Linked DNA regions of Mus musculus: regions 1 and 2 are each linked to region 3. The links are chromatin contacts, called in public HiChIP or PLAC-seq and promoter capture Hi-C maps. All regions are on one chromosome and are shown on one strand. The core of a region is the stretch at or near the end of the contact, and the rest is flanking DNA. Distances in the headings are between cores, read along the strand shown. Region 1 has its middle 26 kb from the start of Gm46224. Region 2 overlaps Gm40645 (a long non-coding RNA gene). Region 3 holds the start of A230054N11Rik (a long non-coding RNA gene).

Region 1 (2,988 bases), core at 456-2,955, 660 kb after region 3:
CCGGCTACTTACATGTTTTTTTTTTAAGTAGCATTAATAAGTACAAAATTTGTTTGTCTAAGTAACATTAATAAGAACACTTCATTTGTCTTCTTAAAGCTTATGAGTAACAATATCCAAAACTGGATTATACCAGTAATTCATTCTTTCAAATGTCTGTGTACAGTGTTACTCTAATTATACTTTCGACTCCAGACTGAGAGTCAGAGTATAGCCCTACCAGATGTCTTAAGACCCTCACCCTGGTGCCAACTTGACTTCTTGGTAATGATGCTCTGACAAAATAGAAAACTCATAGAAGATAGATCCAAGAACAATTGAACAAAATCCCACCCACTTCTATCTGTCTCAGGCTCTGGCTGAATCTTTCATGCACTATGACAGCCAATTCTGAGTACATCCAACTCTCATAAAAGACAAGTGAAAGAAGAACACAAACTGAAAATAATTAAAAGAAAGCCTATTTAGTCCCAAATCAGAGGAAGCTTGCCTGTTAAGATAAAGGATAGAGTAGGAAGTAAAGACCCACTTAAATATATTTTAAGTGTATATTATACTAGCCCTTACCAAACACCCAGAAGTCAACAAAATGATGTAAGTATTTTAAAAAGAAAAATCAAGCTGAGTGCAGGACTTAAACCCCAGCACTCAGAGACAGAGCGTAGGCAGATCTCTGTGAGTTTGAGGGCAGCCTGGTCTACAAAGTGAGTTCCAGGACAGCCAAGGCTAATCAGAAAACCCTGACTCAAAAACAAAACAAAATTCTGACAGCTTTCCTGTGTAAAGCCATTATGACTCTACATAATCAATAGTAGCATATCTAACAAAAAATGCATGTATTACTAGCAAGAAAGTACACTGTTAACGATGCATACTCTATGCTGTTACAGCAGACTAGACGAATGCACATTTGGAAAACAGCTGTGTAAGAAATATATGAAAAGCCACTATGAACCAGAACAACGTGACCGGGAGAAACCACAAGGAGTCTTAGAGTTGGGAAATACGTTTAGTATTCTATTAGATTTGCCCAATCTAAACATATGACTTATAATTAAAATATTTGGACTGTGTGTTATTTATACAGGCTATTAGGGATGGAAATTTTAGCAACAAATTGGTGCACCTTATGTCCAGCTTAGACTCGAACTAACCTGAAAAGAAAATCCACCCCCTAGCCCCCCTTCCCCCAGTATAAACAACTAGGGCTTCACTCTCAAGCTGTGTCCGGGTGGAAATTACACATATAATGAATCTAAGGGGTCTACAGAGAGCTAACTGAGAGGCTCCCACCCCAAGCCCCAAGTAAACCTAGGCAACAAGCGGTAACAACGCAACCCTGAGCTGGGACACAAGGTGGCGCCAATGTCACAACATAGTTTGGGTTCGCGGAGCCTGAGAGAAAAACCAAGGACCCAAAGTAAAGGCTGCCTGAGAAGCAGCGTTCACAACTGAAGATCAGTAACTGATAAAACTGCAACTAACTTTCCAAAGCTTTCTCACGGACACAACGGGCTGATAAAGGCATCTCGGCCCCAAGCCAACCTTCCCGTGCACATTTTCTGATTTCTGATATCCCCCCCCCACCCCACCCCCCTTATAAACAAGGCACAGGACAGCCAAACCAGCTCTCCCAACTACTTACACTGCAGGCTGCCTAAGAACAATACACCTGCCACAGGCTACATCCCAGACTAAAGGCAGAGAGGGCTCAAAGCCGCAAAAGCCAAGAGTCTTTGTGCAGTCAGCCCCTCCTTACTAATAAAAGAATCCGAAAGGACCACAATTTCCTAAATCGAACACCAGAGGGAACCAAAGATACAAGAAACTCCAGACCAAATAATAACACTTAAAACAGTAATTAACGCAATCTCTTTCTCCTTCACTTCCTCCCATGCGAGTAAGGTTCTATAGAGAATTAAGGAGTTTCTTAACTAGTGACTGTAAAAGAAATGATTTGGGTTTTCTTTTTAACAATCTTAGATTCTCAGAGTATATGTGACCAAAGTCTAAGAAATTAAATTTGCCAAGGTTCATTGAAGAAACGTTTGCATTTTCTACAGGCTAACTCTAAAAGCTACACCAGGATCCGCTCTGAAGTAACACTTTACCAGCAAAACGTGTAATTATAAACAGTGTGATATGCCGCCCCCCCATTAAGCAAAGCAAACATTTTGATTGATTACTACTTAACTTTAACTCAACCAACCTGTCCTATAATAGATTCAGTCATCCCAGAGACAACAGCACAATGCCACAGTAATGAAAATGCAGCTCTACCTTTTGTCTATATAACAAGGAGCTACACTAAGGACTGAAGAGTGCTAATGTGCACATACATTAAGAGCCATGGCCCCAGAGAAATAATGTGAAATCATCTAAACCAGGATAAAGACAACCAGGCAATCAGGTAGTGCTGTATAAACAGGGATCTTAAATGCTAAACGACTGCATATATATATATATATATATATATATATATATATATATATATATATATATATATATATATATAAACACTGACATACATACTGAGAACAATTTCCTGAGGGGGCAAACATACACAAAAATAACCATAAGAAGACTCAAAATTAAGAAAAAAATTGGGACATAATACCCAATAAACAAAGAAAAGTGCTAAAATGAACACAAAGGAAAAATCTAGATTGGGTAAATGAAAACTTAGAGAGAGGTTATTTGGAATCAAATAAAAAAGGAAAATAAAATTAAATAAATAAATAATTGGGGGGACAGAAACTAATAGAACAGTCTCACTAGGCAAATAAGTGGCCGAGTAGTTGTCTTAGTTAGGGTTTTATTGCTGTGAAGAGATACCATGACCAAGGCAAGTTTTATAAGGAAAATATTTCATTGGGCTAGCTTACAGATTCAGAGGTTTAGTCCATTATCATCATGGTGGGAAGCATGACAGCATGCAGGCAGACATGGTGCTGGAGAAGGAGCTGAGAGTTCTATATCCTGATCTGT
Region 2 (2,871 bases), core at 324-2,823, 630 kb after region 3:
ACAAAAATAAGTTTCGAGTCCTAAGAACAGGTTACATCTTAACAGAGATGGCGTCCACACTGGTCCCATGGAGATCTCCAAACAACTCAGGCTGTCACCAAGACTGTGCTACTCTCCACCAACTGACAGCAAGGTCCTATTGCAAAAGACAACTCAACACACTGAAAATGGAAAATTGGATCTGCCGACTACACAGAGAATTCACACCAGTGCACAAACATATTCACTGCTGTTCTGTTCATCATAACTACAATTTGTAAACAAATACATACATTCCTCAACAAAAAGAGTTGATAAACAAAATATTTACACAATGAAATATTACTAGACCATTATATAGTGAGGCATCACAAAATACATAGGTAAATGGAATCTGGCATCTTTGATACAAAAAGTTACTTTGCATGCCACCAAAAGAGAAACATAAGCACCAGCCCAGCCACAAAGTCTTCAATCTACATTGGAGTCATGCCTACAATATCTGCAAGGTCAGTGGCGGCAAAAGGTTGTGAGAGTAACCAACTGAAATCACAGCTGAATTAAAGCCCACTACATAAGACAGAACCTGTCCTCAACAGCACTTGGGTGGCCGAGAACCAGACACAAGGTATACTAGGATTATAGTGTAAAAAAACATTGTACTTTGAAAACTGAAAAGTAGCAATAAAAATGACTCCTAATGACATTCTTTATATGCACATGAGTAAGTACCTGAGCATTCATTCCTAAACAGATCCCTTCCTCAAACCCACCCCCTTACAGCTCAGTGAACCCAGAGGTAAAGGAGCCAAAAAGGGTCTACGAGCCTGAGGGAATGGAGATCAACACCTGAACAAGATGCTCTAAACCACTGGTTCTCAGCTTTTCTAATGCTGGGACCCTTTATCACATTTCATCATCTTTTGGTGACCCCCCAACCATAAAATTATTTTTGTTGCTATTTCATAACTGTAGTTTTGATTCTGTCACAGATTATAAGGTAATTCTCCGTTATGCAGGATATCTGATATGTGACCCATGTGAAAATGTCATGTGTCCCCCAAAGAGGTAGTGACCCAGAGGGTGAGAACCATTGCTATGAAAACACAATTAAAGCTCACAGGAACTCACAGAGACAGGAGAGCAGCATGCACAGAGCCTGCAGGTGTTTTGGTGTTGTGTGTGTGTGTGTGTGTGTGTGTGTGTGTGTGTGTGTGTGTGTGTGTGTGTGTATTCACCACAGACAAGCACATTACACAAACTGAAACCTGTAAAAGTAAAGAACAGTGATCATGTGATGCCCAGATCCAGGGCATCCATCTGGATCTAACACTCTTTTGCAACTAATGCTCAGAGATCATCATGCAATAAGGGGAAGAAGGATTCTAAGAACCAGAGGAACAGGAAGTGTGGTATGAGATTGCATCTCCTAGAAATGTGGTCAGCTCTATAATATAGACATATAAATAACATTATACAAATTAAGCAGACTGCATTTATATATTTAGAAATATGTACCTAGATATGTAAACTTTTAAAAATAAAAGTGAATTTGAGAGAGAACAAAACAGCTACATGGATGGAGTACTACTCAGCTATTAAAAAGAATGAATTTATGAAATTCCTAGGCAAATGGATGGACCTGGAGGGTATCATCCTGAGTGAGGTAACACAATCACAAAGGAACTCACACAATATGTACTCACTGATAAGTGGATATTAGCCCAAAACCTAGGATACCCAAGATATAAGATACAATTTGTTAAACGCATGAACTCAAGAAGAACGAAGACCAAAGTGTGGACACTTTGCCCCTTCTTAGAATTGGGAACAAAACACACTCAGCCTTTCACGATCCTCCCGGGAAACCTATGCATCGAGGGATGCACGAACACATCCTACAGGCGAGTGCTGGACTAGGCAACCCCCAGTCATACATGACAGAGAAAGCCATGAGAAAGGCCCAACCACAGCATGAGCCTGGCCTACCTTGCATGCTCTGGTTGTGGAACAATCTTCCTGGAGGGAGAGGCAGTACTTTGCTGAGGGAGAGCCAGCATGATTCGAGGAAGAAGGATGGAGGCAGCATCAAGCTTCATACTTCAAGAGACCTAAAAAGCCTATAGGTGACCACCACATCCAAATTCACTACCAGCCACACAAAAACAATACCCTCTCATCTCCCATGCTGCTGTCTCTCTCTTTACTACATGCACACTGCAGTCAGTGCAGCAGCAGCAGCAGCTGCCACCCCACCAGCTAGTGCCCCTCCTTACCAAGGACATGCCAACATGGTTTCACCAGACAACCTGGTGGGGCTGATCTGAGGCCCTCTCTAAGCCATCCATTCAGTAGTAGGGATGGGCAGTGTGTACAAATGGCAGGGACTTAGTCAACACAAGCTATTAACTGGCATTTACTGGGAATTCCTCCTTTATGGGGAAGATTGCAATCCCGAATTCCCATCACAAACAGGGTTCAACCGGGTTACCCATGCCTGTCAGCATAGGGTAAGCACATACTGAGCCAGTCAGTGTTATGGGTGTGCAGCCCAAGATATCTAACAGCATCACTGACCTGTAATTGCTCAACCTCAGGCAGCTGAATGCCACTTGTACCTCAAAATGTTGGGGGATGCTGACTGCTTGGGGGGTATCATAACTTGTTAGCATTACAGAATCTAAATCCTCATTGGAATTAACCAGAGGAATCACTCTACCAACTAAGAATGACCATGATCCACCATCTATGGTATTGAGAAAGAGCTATTATCTGTCAATCCTGTCTGTGTCCAGGCTGGGTGAGGTTTCCTGTGTTGAGTCAAAATAAGCCACAGGCTCCACTTCTGCTGGTGCACTTCCATCAATTCCTTTAAGTTTCAGCTTTACACCC
Region 3 (3,065 bases), core at 84-2,583:
CCACCACCACCCCAATAAGAAACTTGATGTTATCTGGTCTTTTTGGAGTCTTGATGAGAGCCACAGGATACCTCTACCTCCCACGGACAGTGTATCATTAGATGGACTACGATAGAGCCCACCCAGAGTTAGGCCTCTAAGTGGCCACAACCACTGAGGAAACCACTCCTTTCTGGATTATAACCCTGTTAGGTGGTTCCAGTTTTGAAACACCTACACAGTCTTAGTTTAGTTCTTTTCCTTTCCTTTTTCCAGGTGCCGCTCGGATGTGTAATTATTCCCCATACCCCCAGAATGTTTCCCATTGTCCTAGGAGCTCCCAATGTCCTTACTGCCATTGGGAGGCGGGGGATCAAGGAGGAGACAGATGTCTTATTTTTCAATGAACATTCTTAAAGGTGAGCCATGTATCAGGATGGCACACGACTCTTCAAAGAAATTATTTTCTCAGAGGCAAAAGGAGGAGCAGGGCGCTTGGTTTCTGGTGCACTGCTGATTTCTAAGGCCCGGGATGAAGTCTGTAAGCTTTCATTGTCTTAAGGGAAACTTAGCCTTTTTTTCATCGCGATCTGCTGCCCTCTGATGAGATGACTGGAAGAGAAAGCGCTTAGAACAGGAGGGTCTCTAAACTAGAGTTTTCCCCAGAAACAGTACTTTGAGAACAGTTCGTCTGAGAACTGTTGGGGAACGTTACAGGTTCACTCAGTTATTGTGTCCTCTCTAGAAGGAATATTCGTGCTGGTCTTTTTGTTTCTCGAAATAAAGTCCGCAGAGTTGCCCAACAGTTTAGATAATAACTCTGTAAGACGTCTAATATGTCAGTTGTTCCAACACTCTAGGCTTCTTCTATCACATCCTTCTTCTGACTGACTACCCACTAGCTGGTTCCCATAGGAAACTGCCCAGCAGACCTAGTCATCTTGCATCAGTCACAAACCCGAATCATTTCGAAAACGTTGCCCTTTTTGGAATAAAGGCGGGCATTTATTTCATCTAGCGATGAATTTTGTCACAGTGGTGTCAGGATAAAAAATAAGTCCAGCGTCGTTCTCCCTCACCCAGTCCTGCAGGCGTGAGGCGCGCAGCCGTGGGGAAATCCTGGCCACTGTCTGGGATGCTATTCGCACGCGTTCCTGGAGCCTCGGCTAGCCAGCCCCCGCAAGGCCGCACGCTGTGCGCAGACACCCGAGTCTAGGGAGCGCGAGTGTCACTCGGCACGCCGAAGACCTCGGGGTTTGGAGCGGCGGCGGCAGCGGGGCAGCGGCGACCCCGCGCCCGGGGCTCATTAGGAGCGGAGCTGCCAGGCTCACTGTAGGACCCGAGCCGCGAGCCCAGTCGCGTGGGGGGGGGGGGGGAGGAGGAGCAGGGAGCATGCTCGTCACTCACCCCGATTGGCCAATGAGCGCCGCGTCTTGGTTGCCTATGACCAATAGGAAGAGAGAAAATTTGTGAGTGGCGTTTGAGAAGGGCGGGAGAAAGGGAACCTGGGAGCGAAGTTGAAGCTAAACCCGGTAAGCTATAAAGAAGTTACAGGGGGGCGCTTTGGGCTCCCAATTAGGAACAGTACCGGCTCCCAACACTACGGAGGACTCGGACTCGGAAAACACCTCTCCTGTCCCCAGCCTGTGTTCTCCTCCCGCTGCTACCTACCCCTCCCCCATTCATGCCCATGGGAAGGTGGCCCAGGCACACTCTGCGGGCTGCGGGTGACAGCCGGGAGGCTGCCGCTGAGGCTCCGCAAGCGCGCAGGCTTGAAAGCAGTTAGGGGGCGGGAGCCTTAGCAGCCTCCGCGGCTCTCGAGGACGTAAGGTAGGTGAGGAGCCAAGAGCTCCAGGTGATGCCTACGAGGGGCTGTCGCGCGTGCCACCTGTTAACTCTGCGCTGCGGTGCCCTGTGTGCAACTGCGGGAGTCCCCGGGGGTTTGATGCATAAGCAGCACTTCTCCAGGAACCCCTCAGACGTGAACCCCGCCGGGGAGAGGCAGCCGGAGTCCGGGGCAGTGGAGGAATTCTGCACGGCTGGATAGCCTGGCTTGGCGCGCACGGCCGGCCGAGCTCTCCGCAGACGCGCATTTAGCCGTCGGTGCTACATCCCGGCCGCGGCGAGCGGAAGCCCAGCCTGTCCCGGGACCGACCTGCCCAAGTTTTAAATACCCAGGGCTGTGACGAGCAGAGTATGAGCGCAGAGGCCCTTTGGGGCCCGGTTGGCTGAATTATAGTGGGTTTGAGTTTAGCCACAGATGTCTTATTCCTTGGTGTTCTTGTCTTCGTAGTGATCTGAAAGAAGTTACCCGCGATTCCTGTTTCCTACAAACCAGCTCAGAACCAGAGGAGTTGGAAAACAAACGTCGGGTATTATTATGTCGATTTCCCAAGGACCCGGGTTCTTACCGCGGATCAGATGAAAAGGTTGGCTCCTCGGGAGTCCTTCCAGCATTTTATACTTAGAGTCCCAAAGGATTGCCCGGATTTGCCGTGAACCAGCAGCTTTCTTTTATACTTACACCTCACGTTTTCAAGAAAGTATTTTGTTTGCCGCATTGCCCTGTCCATCATTCGTGTCTTCCCGGAGCAAACTTCAGCCTCCTGTTTAAAGTTATGTTTTTACCGAGTGTGATCTCTAATTGAAAGTTAACTTTTGGTTTTGGATGAGTCTGTGGAGTTTACGTTGTAAGAAGAAAGGGAGCCCGAGACACGATGAAAGAAAAGTCTAAAAATGCTGCCCGAACGAGGAGGGAGAAAGAAAACAGTGAATTTTATGAACTGGCTAAATTACTGCCTTTACCCTCAGCCATCACCTCCCAACTGGACAAAGCATCCATCATCAGACTCACGACCAGCTATCTCAAAATGAGAGTGGTCTTTCCAGAAGGTAAGCGTCTGTGCCTAGATTGAATTTCGAAGGAGTAAACCTACCCCAGCAGCACAGAAATGTACTTGTGTTTACCGGCGTGGGTTACATTCTCTGAAAAGGGAAATTTAACCAAGCTATTTGATCAGTCAGCGCCAAAGGGCTTTCCCTGCCTTTCTTAGTCTTTCTCTTCTTCCCCGTATTTCTCTCTCCAA

The links. Promoter capture Hi-C pulls out the DNA fragments that hold promoters and counts their contacts. HiChIP or PLAC-seq counts read pairs in DNA pulled down with a chosen protein or histone mark.
Region 1: a contact with region 3 is called in a promoter capture Hi-C map of embryonic stem cells, with 3 times the contacts expected there. The contact joins the enhancer-like site here to the promoter of A230054N11Rik in region 3. A contact is called at or near these places in 8 of 39 promoter capture datasets (the C10 cell line, the HPC-7 cell line, HPC-7-derived erythroid cells and 5 more), 1 of 15 datasets of contacts at CTCF or cohesin (stem cell-derived epiblast-like cells) and 1 of 9 other capture datasets (macrophages).
Region 2: a contact with region 3 is called in an H3K4me3 HiChIP or PLAC-seq map of bone marrow-derived macrophages, with 3 times the contacts expected there. The contact joins the enhancer-like site here to the promoter of A230054N11Rik in region 3. A contact is called at or near these places in 1 of 484 Hi-C or Micro-C datasets (bone marrow-derived macrophages), 5 of 115 datasets of contacts at active chromatin or transcription factors (bone marrow-derived dendritic cells, bone marrow-derived macrophages, embryonic stem cells and 1 more) and 1 of 9 other capture datasets (macrophages).

The regions. Positions count from the first base shown.
Region 1 is chr10:51,552,181-51,555,168 of GRCm38.p6, forward strand. No RefSeq gene overlaps it. Among named protein-coding and RNA genes, the nearest start is that of Gm46224, 26 kb to the left of the region's middle. Within about 2 kb of position 1,706, at least 49 of the 459 cell types and tissues checked have an H3K27ac peak or open chromatin away from gene starts, as enhancers often do. A contact at or near this core is called in embryonic stem cells, where this site is marked.
Region 2 is chr10:51,518,873-51,521,743 of GRCm38.p6, forward strand. Gm40645 (a long non-coding RNA gene) reads right to left here. Exons shown (of 3, transcript XR_871642.2): 3 at 1,150-2,090. Among named protein-coding and RNA genes, the nearest start is that of Gm40645, 6.0 kb to the right of the region's middle. Within about 2 kb of position 1,574, at least 32 of the 459 cell types and tissues checked have an H3K27ac peak or open chromatin away from gene starts, as enhancers often do. A contact at or near this core is called in bone marrow-derived macrophages, where this site is marked.
Region 3 is chr10:50,893,201-50,896,265 of GRCm38.p6, forward strand. It overlaps A230054N11Rik (a long non-coding RNA gene), which reads right to left and starts at 1,334. Exons shown (of 2, transcript XR_871640.2): 1 at 1-1,334. It overlaps Sim1 (single-minded family bHLH transcription factor 1), which reads left to right and starts at 2,451. Exons shown (of 11, transcript NM_011376.3): 1 at 2,451-2,871. The coding sequence starts at 2,697.